Regions from separate parts of the Capra hircus genome. Here region 1 is linked to region 2. A link is a contact called in public Hi-C data. All regions are on one chromosome and are shown on one strand. The core of a region is the stretch at or near the end of the contact, and the rest is flanking DNA. Distances in the headings are between cores, read along the strand shown.

Region 1 (2,700 bases), core at 147-2,646, 190 kb before region 2:
AAGCAAGCAGCACCCTCTGGATGCTGATCTGGGGCAGGGGCGGGGAGGGGAGCACGAGGAAGAGGATTGCAACAGATGTGGAGGCATGGGGGGCCCCTCTCTCCCCTGCTGCCTCCCAATGGTTCGGCTACCAGGCAGGCTGGGAGGTGTTGGAGAGCGAGCGTGGAGAGGGATTAGGACTGGGGCAATGGTCCAGGCGGGACTGACTCACGATGAGCTCAGGTTCACTTTTGGGAGCAACTGGCGTCCAAGGAGATGCCATCTGGGGTGCGGATGCAGCCACGAGTCGAGGCAGCTGGCAGCTCTCACGATGTGGCTGTGGCATGTGGGCCAGCACTCCCCAAGCCTGGGTCTGTGAACCACCGGTTCCAAAGGTTGTGAAGGGCTGTTGGCCTGAAAAGAGGGTTCTGTGGTCCAACAAGCTTGGGAGGTGCTAGGTTTAATGGAATTGCACAGGTTTCTCCACTGCAGGACATCTCAAAGCCCTTAATATGATGACAGGAATAGCCAGGCTCTAAAGCAAGAACTGTGGTGTTGGAGAAGACTCTTGAGAGTACCTTGGACTACATGGAGATCAAACCAGTCCATCCTGAAGGAAATCAACCCTGAATATTCATTGGACAGACTGATGCTGAAGCTCCAATACTTTGGCCACCTGATGTGAAGAGCCGACTCATTGGAAAAGACCCTGATGCTGGGAAATATTGAGGGCAGGAGGAGAAGGGGACGACAGAGGATGAGATGGTTGGATGGCATCACCGACTCAATGGACATGAGCTTGAGCAAGCTCCGGGAGATGGTGAAGGACAGAGAAGCCCAGCGTGCTGCAGTGCATGGGGTCACAAAGAGTCAGACACGACTGAGCGGCTGAACAACAAGAAAATCAAGGCAGGCAGAATGAGAGGATACAGGTTTTGATCATGATCACGGAACCCTTTCTGCACAGAACAGAACTTCGGGCTAGTGAACTACTGACACTTTCCAGAGTGGGACACTAAAAATACCCCAGCCACCTGATGCCCAAGCAGGCAGTAAATCACTGGCCTGCAAGCTCCAGAATGCAGGCCAGGCCTGCCCTACCTACCATGGCCGCTGGCGGCTGACCCTTGCCAGATGGCCCAAGTCCACTTCTTTGCACCCAGGCAGCCAGTGGGGCTAGGAGGAGAGGGGCCCCCAGGAGGCAGGAAGCTGCTGCAGGTGCATCCTGGGTGTGGGGTGGTTAGAGGTGGGTGTGTCATGGGAGGAAACGGGGTTCCCCGGGAAAGGGCAGTGGCTTCCACAGTGACAATTGCTTTACTATTAATCAATACAATCGGGGCATCCCATCAGAACCCACAGATCAGCCTCTCAAATTACCCCACGGCCGCCAGATGTCGCTGTTGCGGGGAGCATGAATTTGCGGTCCTATCTCCCTACAGGCAATGACTTTACCGAGACAGTTCAAATTGTGGGCGCTCCGAAGCCCATGAGACCCACCCAATTCCTGCGACTCAACTGGGTGAGACCCTGCTTCCAGTTCTTAGTGATTAGATCCCACCTCCAGCACCCCTGGGACCAAAAGCAGTCTGACTCCCAGAATGTAACCAAGAAATGCCAAAAATCTGTGCCCGGTTCCTTTTAGCACAAAACAGCAAATCAGAAATGAGAGGCCAAGACAGAATATTTATTTTTTTAACTAAAATGCATCATCAGCAAACACAGAACAATGAAATTGAGAGGCTCCTCAAGTATAATGAATAGACCCAGATGATCAAAAATGTACTGAGGTTGAATTTTTTTGACCATTAAAAAATCCACAAAACAATGATTTTCATAGCTTGCAGGCTTCTGGCAACATGTCTAACAAGGTTGGACTTGAAAAAGTACTTATTTGATGTGGAGCATCTTTTTAGTCTTTGTTGAACTTGTTACAAAATTGCTACATTTTATGTTTTCTAGGAGGCCCATGGAATCTTAGCTCCAGGCCAGGGATAAAACCTGCACCCACTGCATCAGAAGGTGAAGACTTAACCAATGGCCTCCCAGGGAAGTCCCTAAAAGTACTTTAAGTGAACTCGGTTCTAGTTCACTAAAAAGCTATGTGGACTTGGGCAGGTTATCCAACCTCTCTGAGCCTTAGTCTCCTTGTGTGTGAACTGAACCTACCCAGGCCCCACCCCGCTTTTAAAACATTTTTATTGGAGTATAGTTGCTTTACAATGTTGTTAGTTTCTGCTGTACAACAAAGTGATTCAGTTATATACACACACATACACACATATATACACACATCCATTTTTTAGATTTCCTTCCCATTTAGGTCACCACAGAACACTGCGTTGCCCATGCTATACAGTAGGTTCTCATCAGTCATCTATTTTATATATAGGAGTATAAATGTCAATCCCAATCTCCCAATTTCTCTTCCCCTACTCCCCGCTCAAGGCCCCTTTAAACAATATATGAGTCTAGGATTCTAAGTGTGGCCTTGAAGGGCCCATGTGCAGCTGGGAAGGTGGACATCAAAAATAACAAAACAATACGAGGCCACTTAAGTGACACAGACAAGGGCTGCAAGAATGCAGAGTCCTCCTCTTCTGACTGGGGGACTGAGAGAGGCTTCCAAAGGGGAAGGGATTCAACACCTGAAACGTAGCATTGCAGCACGCTCAGCACACTTGATCCCTCCCTTGAAGAGCTGGGAGGCGGCCAATCCAATAT
Region 2 (2,700 bases), core at 152-2,651:
TCTCTTCACTCCTATACTTAAAAACAATATATTTGTTTATTTATTGGACTGTATCGGGTCTTAGCTGCGTCACTCGGGATCTTCCTTGCTTCATGCTAGATCTTTCTTTGCAGCCCACAGACTCTCTAGTTATGGTGCACAGGCTTAGTTGCTCCCAAGGCATGTGGGACGTGGGATCTTAGTTCCACAACCAGGGATTGAACCTCCGTCCCCTGCACTGCAAGGCTGATTCTTAACCACCGAGGAAGTCCCACTCCTATACTCTTAAAAAGAACTGACACAAGGCCAGACAACAAAAAGTCCAGGAAGAACCGACATCTTTTGCATGAGCATGGCCTTCATTAAAGAGTGTTTTCTGAATATGGGCTTGGTGTCAGTTCTGTGAGCACTGCTTTGCCGGATCACAATGGTCCTGTAGGCAGATACCGTCAAGGTTCAGGGCTCCGTGGTGTGCGTGCTATGGGCTCCCAACTGTTGGCAGGATGGATGGGTGGGTGGGTGAATGAACAATTGCCCGAAGGAGCTGGAGAATATCACCTGGACAGACTTGGAGTACAAATTTAGTGTCAAAGAACATCATGTTACACTGGTTATTTTTTCTGGCACGGGAGACTATATCTCAGGAGGAAAAACCCTGCTGTTGCCCAGCAGTGTAGACATAAGCCATCAATTACATGCACTCACTACTGTTGTTTTTTAATGTGTCCTGACTCCTCCAGTGGAGGCAATAAACAGTTAAAACATTTGCTCCTACACTGTCCTGAACACTCGTTTGGAGTGGCTGTGAAAATCAACTATCTGAGGAGAAAAGAAGGAAAAGGAATTAACCTCCAATGACTTCACTTTCAGAATGAGTCAGGGCAGCTTAAAAAAAAAATCACCACTGGATGCAAAGAGAGGCAGAGACACAGGGCTGCAGGAGCAACAGCAAGTTCCAAGGAGAAAAGGACAGTATTAATAAAGTCTGTTTCGTTTTCTTGTCCCTGAGGTCTTTTGGTGGGCCCATGATTAGGTCTGCCAGTCACCTGGCTCCCTCTGGAGAACTGAATACTTGGCGCTTCTTGGACCGCAAAGATGTTTTGCTGCTTTTGGAGTTGGGAAGAAATGGGTTCTAGTCCGCTGGCTGTGTGGCTTTCGGCCAGTTACTTAACCTCTCTGAGCCTTAACTTAGTTGTGAGAAAGGTTTGTCCAGAGTAAGTGATATAGCACATCGGGCATCAGTGCGCGCTCATCGAAGGGCTGGAAAGTGAGGGGTTTCCGGTTCCCGGAGTTACTGCGAGCAATCTGCGCGGGGAGGAAGGGGGACCGCGCGCCTTCCGCGTGGCCTCAGAGCCGCCTTGCCTCGCTCGAGGGGCGAGTGCAGGCTCGAGTTCTGAAGACAGCGCGCCCCCTAGAGGCCGTGGTTTCTCCCTACACGGGGCGGAATAGAAACCTTAGGGGCAGCCCTGGCCAAAGGCACAGGGTGAAGCGGGCCGCCCAAAGCTGTCGAAGCCTTTTTCTGTGTTTTCCGAGGGCTTCGAGCGGATTCTGTCGACGGTACCAGGCTGCATCCCCAGGCTGCCGAGCTGACCACAGTCGGGTAAACTGAAAGAAATACTTGGTTTGTTCAAGCAGAAAAGACTCAAGTAATATTTACCGAGCATTCACTCTGTTCCAGTGTGGGAACTGGGTGCTCTTCACTTAACCTTATCTTGTTTAAACTTCTCAGCAGCCCTGCGAGGGAAGGTTTATCCTGTTTTTCTGGTGAGGTAATTGAAGCACCCTAAAAGAAGATATTTGCACAGTTGAAACACGCCAAAATTGAGATTTGTGTTAATCTGCTTGTTGTTGTTGAGTCGCTCAGTCATGTCCAACTCTTTGTGAAACCATGGACAGTAGCCTACCAGGCTTCTCTGTCCGTGGAATTCCCCAGACAAGAATATTAGAGTGGGTTGCCATTTCCTCCTGCAGGGGATCTTCCCAGGGATCGAACGTGTCTCCTGCATTGGCAAGTGGATTCTTCACCACTGAGCCACCAGGGAGGCCATTTGTTAAGACTCCTATAAGAAAAACCGCAGACTGGGTGGTTTAAACAACAGAAATTTATCATCTCACAATTCTGGAGGACAGAAGTCTGAAGTAAGATGGAGTTGGTTCTTCCTGAGAGGGCCCTGAGGGAGGGATCTTTTCCAGGCCTTTTTCGTTGGCTGGTAGATGGCTGTCTTCACTCCGTATGCATGTCTGTCCCCTAGTTTCCTCTTTTTTAAAAACACCAGTCATATTGGATTAGTAGTAGTGGCGGTGTTAGTCTATCAATCATGTCTGACTCTTTGGAACCCCATGGCCTGTAGCCCGCCAGGCTCCTCTGTCCATGGAATTCTCCAGGCAAGAATGCTGGAGTGGGCGTTCATTTCATTCTCCAGGGGATCTTCCCCACCCAGCTATCGAACCGGGGTCTCTTGCATCGCAGGCAGATTCTTTACCATCTGGGCCACTGGGGAAGCCATATCCAGCAAAACTGTCCTTCAAAAGAGATAAAAGAATATATGGCAATATAAACAAAAACAAGAAAACAAACAGAAGAAATCTTAGATGTGAAAAATATATCCATAATAGTTGAAAAGAACACATCAGGTAGACGAATAACAGAATGGATAAGGCTGCAGAACAAATTAGCAACTTGGAAGACCAGGTGAAGGAAATCTTTCAGAAGGAAGGAGG

What was found. Hi-C and Micro-C count contacts between places; a contact is called where the count stands out from the background.
Region 1: a contact with region 2 is called in a Hi-C map of blood, with 4 times the contacts expected there. The contact joins two enhancer-like sites. A contact is called at or near these places in 2 of 5 Hi-C or Micro-C datasets (both in blood).

Annotation. Positions count from the first base shown.
Region 1 is chr12:67,399,162-67,401,861 of ARS1.2, reverse strand. No RefSeq gene overlaps it. Among named protein-coding and RNA genes, the nearest start is that of ARL11, 14 kb to the left of the region's middle. Within about 2 kb of position 1,396, at least 3 of the 5 cell types and tissues checked have an H3K27ac peak or open chromatin away from gene starts, as enhancers often do.
Region 2 is chr12:67,204,327-67,207,026 of ARS1.2, reverse strand. No RefSeq gene overlaps it. Among named protein-coding and RNA genes, the nearest start is that of SPRYD7, 28 kb to the right of the region's middle. Within about 2 kb of position 1,401, at least 2 of the 5 cell types and tissues checked have an H3K27ac peak or open chromatin away from gene starts, as enhancers often do.